2 separate regions of the Hordeum vulgare genome follow, and region 2 is linked to region 1. The links are chromatin contacts, called in public Hi-C maps. All regions are on one chromosome and are shown on one strand. Each heading gives the region's core, a stretch centred on a gene start, on an enhancer-like site or on the middle of the called end of the contact. The rest is flanking DNA. Distances are from core to core; before and after follow the strand shown.

The links. Hi-C and Micro-C count contacts between places; a contact is called where the count stands out from the background.
Region 2: a contact with region 1 is called in a Hi-C map of leaf, with 4 times the contacts expected there. The contact joins the enhancer-like site here to the promoter of LOC123411485 in region 1. A contact is called at or near these places in 3 of 6 Hi-C or Micro-C datasets (leaf and seedling).

The regions. Positions count from the first base shown.
Region 1 is chr1H:375,493,576-375,496,139 of MorexV3_pseudomolecules_assembly, reverse strand. LOC123411485 (probable xyloglucan galactosyltransferase GT19) reads right to left here and starts at 1,290. Exons shown (of 1, transcript XM_045104443.1): 1 at 1-1,290. The coding sequence starts at 1,200.
Region 2 is chr1H:375,682,272-375,684,835 of MorexV3_pseudomolecules_assembly, reverse strand. No RefSeq gene overlaps it. Among protein-coding and RNA genes, the nearest start is that of LOC123438427, 56 kb to the right of the region's middle. Within about 2 kb of position 1,270, at least 1 of the 3 cell types and tissues checked has open chromatin away from gene starts, as enhancers often do. A contact at or near this core is called in leaf, where this site is marked.

The DNA.
Region 1 (2,564 bases), core at 41-2,540:
GAGCACCCTGGGCGCCATCTCCAGCGCGCGCTCTCGCATCCTCCGCACCTCCGCGTCGGGCACGGCCGCCAGCGTCTCAGCGATCTTGACGCCCCCGAGCACCACCGTCTCCTTCTGAATGTGCACGGAGAACTCGTCGTACCGCCCCGGGGGGAGGTGCCAGCCGTACTGCCGCCTCGCCGCGGCGTCCTCGAAAAACACCGGCACGCACCCGGCGAGTATGGCGTCGAACGTCGACCGCCGCGTCGGCGTGTCCCCCGGCGGCTCCAGGCAGAACTTGGCGCCCAGCATCGGGCGCATGTACCGCACGGGGTCGTGGGAGCACTTGCCGGCTGAGCAGTCCACGACGACGCACGCGTCGGTGCGGTTCGCGCACTCGGCGAGGATGGAGCCCCGGATGTTGGGCCTGGACGGGCGCGAGACGCCGCCGGCGAAGAGCATCAGCGTGGCGCGGCGGGAGCGCCGCGCGCGCGCAAGCCAGGCCTCCAGCCGCGGGAGCGAGGCAGGGTGGAAAGACGTCGGGTGCGGGATCGCGTGCTCCTGCCATGGCCACGAGCGCGACTCGAGCGCCAGGAACGTGAAGTTCTCGAACTCCGGCAGCCTGACCAGCGACGTAGTGCCCAGCAGCCGGGGCTCCGCACGCGGCGGCTGCGAGTGGTCCCACGCGGAACCGGCGAGCACCATGAAATGGTCGTGCCCATGCCGACGCGCCAGGATCTGGGGCCGGTCGCGCGCCAGGAACTGCGCGAGGGACGCGCCGTGAAGCGCGGAAGAGTTGAGGAGCGAGGGGTCGAGGACGTAGGGGATAGAGTCGAGCGCCGCGTAGTACGGGACGAACACGGCGTCGGCGAGGCCGGGGTCGGCGACGAGGCAGCGGCGCTCGAGGAGTCGGCGGTGGAAGAAGGGCTCCAGGAGGCGCGCGTCGGTGCGGTACCAAGAGCGGCTGCGGGCGTGGGTGCGCGGGCCGAGCCCGTGGTTGGCGAGCGACTCGCAGGTCGGCGCGGAGGTGGCCGACGAGGACGGGTCGGCGAGCGGGAAGGCGGCGTCGCAGTGGCGGGGGAGGTGCGTGTTGAAGCGCGGGGGCAAGTCCCTGATGTGGATCCTGCGGCCCGCGCAGGGGTCTGACGAATCGGGGGCGGCGTCTCCGGCGACTGCGCGGAGGACGAGGAGGAGGAGCAGCAGCAGGAGAGAATTGGGCATCTTGGGGTTGGGGGAGTGGGGCGAGCCAGTGAGAGAGACACCCACAGAGTGGGGTTCTCGTGTAACTGTCAGGAGGTTGTTCGATTACACACGTTAAAAGGGCTCATAGGCCGAGTCCTTTCAAGCCCAAAGTAAATTACGGCCAGAGAAGGCATATTACGTTACGGCCAGAGAAGGCATATTACGTTATTTCAATAGGGGAGGTTCAAAGAATATCCTATTTACGGCTCGTTGTGTCCAGCTGTCGGCACTTCGTACAGACGAGCGACCCAGCAGCGACGCAACGTGCCGGCCCATATAACTGCTCGAGCGTTTCCCTTTTAGGAACCTTATAGAGTTTCAGCCGGTTTTTTCCTAGTTTTAGGAAACTTTTAGAAGGTTTCTTGAACTGGTCTAACTTTTTTTTCTTTTTTCTTTTATGTTTTTTATCTGTTTCTGTCTTAAAAATATTTTTGATTTTAAAAAAATGTTCTTACTTTTTAAAAAATTGATCTAGATTTGCAAAATATGTTCTGGATTTTGTAAAATGTTTTTGATTTTCAAAAGGTGTTCTGCCTTTAAAGAAAAGAATCTGGATTTTCGAAAAATGTTTCGGAATTTTGAAAAATGTTCTGAAATTTGAAAAAATAATGTTCCAGAATTAAAAAATAATGTTCTGGAATTTGAAAAATTGTTCCGGATTTTCAATAAAATATTATGGAACTTGAAAAATGTTTCGGAATTTGAAAAAAATGTTTCGGAACTTCAGAAATGTTCAGGAATTTGACAAATAGTCCGGGAATATAAAAAAATGTTCAGGAATTTTGAAAAATTGTTCCGAAATTTGAAAAAATGTTCTGAGAGTTTTATCTAAATGTTTTGGATTTTAAAGATTCAAAAATGTTCAACCTTTAAAAAATTGTTCGTGCTTCCAAATTAGTTCACGATTTTTCAAAATTGCTTTCGCTTCCAAAAATTATTCTCAAGATTCAAAACATGTTCGTGCTTTAAATATTTGTTTGCGCTTTCAATTTTTTGGGGGCTTTCCAAAATTGTTTTCCTTTTAAAAAAATGTTCTCAGGATTCAAAAAATGTTTGTGCTTTAAAAGTTTGTACGCGCTTCCAAATTTGTTCAAGATTTTTCTAAATTGTTCTCGGTTTTAAGATTTGTTCTCAAGATTCAAAAAACGTCCGTACTATAAAAACATTTCACGCTACAAATTTGTTCAGGATTTTTCAAAAAAAAATCTTAAGATTCAAAAAATGTTTTCAAGTTATAATTGTTCTTGTGAATTGGAGTTCTATAAAATATTCCCTTTATCACAAAATTGTTCACATTCAGAAAATTGTCCTGGCATTAATAAGACCATTTTCCGATGTTCTGA
Region 2 (2,564 bases), core at 21-2,520, 190 kb before region 1:
ATTTTCTCAAAGCACGAACATTTTTTGGATCTTGAGAACAGAATTTTGATGAACAATTTTAAAAAACCAAATAATTTGACAGCGCAATCAAATTTTAAAGATTGAACATTTTTCAAAATTTTGAGAATAAATTTTAAAACCGAGAACAATTTTGAAAAATCTAGAACAAATTCAGAAGTGCGAACAATTTTTTAAAGCACGAACAATATTTGAATATTGAGAACAGAATTTTGAAACAGGGAACAGTTTTAGAAAACCCCGAACAAATTTTAATAGCACGATTTAAAAAAAATAGAACAAATTTGAAAACCGAGATTTTTTTTAAAAAATATGGATAAATTCTAAAATACGAACAATTTATTAAAGCACGAACATTTCTTGAATCTTGAGAACAGAATTTCGAAATGGAGAACAATTTTAAAAAACCCCAAACAAATTTGAAAGCGCAAACAAATATTTACAGCACGAACATTTTTTGAATCTTGAAAACACATTTTGGAACCCAGAATAATTTTGAAAACTCCTGAACAAATTTCAAAGCGCGAATAAAATTTTAAAACCTGAACATTCATTGAATCTTGAGAACAAAATTTTGAACAAAGAACAGTTTTCAAAAACCCTGAACAAATTTGGAAGCACGAAAAAATAATTAAACAACGAACATTTTTTTTGAATCTTAAGAACATAATTTTCAAATGGAGAATAAATTGAAGGAGTGAATAAATTTTTAAAGTGCAAACATGTTTTTAATCTTGAAAACAAATTTGGAAACCAAGAACAATTTTGAAAAATCCTGAATAAATTTGGAAGCACGATTTTTTTTAAATATGAACATATTTTAAAATCTTGAGAACAAAATTTGTAATGAAGATTTTTTTGAAAAAAACCCGAACAATTTTTTAAAGCTCGAATATTATTTGAACCTTAAGAACGAATTTTGAAACCGAGAGCAAGTTTGAACCTTAAGAGCAAATTTTGAAAACGAGAACAATTTATTGAAAATACAGAACATTTACTGAAAATCAAGAATATTTTTTGAAAATACTGAACATTTCTTGAAAATCCAAAAACATAGTTTGAAACAGAAACTGAAAAGGAAAAAAAACAGAAAAGAAAAAAAAACTGGTAAAGGGAACCTTCTATAAGTTTCTCAAAATCGAAAAAAATCAGCTTGAACCTCTAGAAAACACCCAAATCTAAAACGCTGCAACCTGCTAAATGGGGCAGCCCATTTAAAATAGCTCCCGCTTTGAACAGAGCAGCGAATACGATATTCCACTATTTCTTGCCCTTACAGATTCTCGTTAAATGACAAAAATAGCGGGCCTGCCCAACACTATAGCCCTTTTTTCTTTCGCACAGTTTTGCAGCCCGTTTTTTCTTGTTTTTTGGGTTTCTTTTATCTTTTCCTGTTTCATTCATTGTTTCTTGATTTGTTTTGCTTACTTTGTTCTTTTGTCGTATTTCTTTGGTTTCTTTTTTCCTTTCCAGTTTTCATTGGGTTTTTTATTTTTCAATTTTAATAAAAAATCAACACATGTCTGCTTCTATCATGCATAATGTACAATTTTATTATACATCAGGGACATTTTTTTCACATGCTTAAAATTTTCAAAATAAATGATTAACATTTTATTTAAAATATTATTAGTGTTGATTTTTTCATACATGTTGCAAATTTTCCAAACACACCAGAGATATTTTTATATATATGTTTAACTTTTTAAATACATGGTTAACTTTTTTCACATATTGTTTAGATGTCAAAAATATTTAAGACGTGTCTACATTTTTCATACACATTTTGTAAATAAACTGTATATATCAAAAATAGTTTTTATACATGGTTAACATTTTTTGAAATACGTGACCAAGATTTCTACAAATATATGTTTTGATATCCCATTTTCATACATATTGTACATATTTGTCTGCATATGAAATATATTCTTACATGTGTAACATTCTTAATATACATTATTAACATTTCTTAAAACCTATGAAAATCAGCACCAACAACATCATAAAAGGCCAAGATCTTCACGAGCGGGTGTTCCCTCCTAGGAACATCCGTCCTAGGGGTAGCCTTCTCACAAGCTTCATAGGCCCCGCCAATGAACAATCGCTGACGGGCGCATTGATGGGCCCCCTCAGGGTCTATGCCAGCCTAGGCCGGCGACAACTTGTCGTAGGTAAAACCATCTCGCACGCATGTGTGACCTTCCTTGAAGGCCAAGTTGCATACGTGATGGCACTCTCCATACCATCCCTCACATGCATGCCACTTACCGATCTGTGATAGAGTGGCACGCCTCGAAGTCAAGAAAGACGACCTATGGAACATGTGTTTGCCCCGGGAACATGAAATCATCGCCACATGCCCATCGTACCCTCCACGATCGTGGGAACCCCTTATGACTTATAAAAGGAGGCTCAAACCTACCTAAGAAGCAACTTCGACCCGAGCTAGCTGGTCACAAGCTAGACGAACCCAACACACTATCGTGCCTTTTCGAGTCCCAGCAAGCCTCAACTACCGAATCCACGTCTTGTAACCTTTGTTC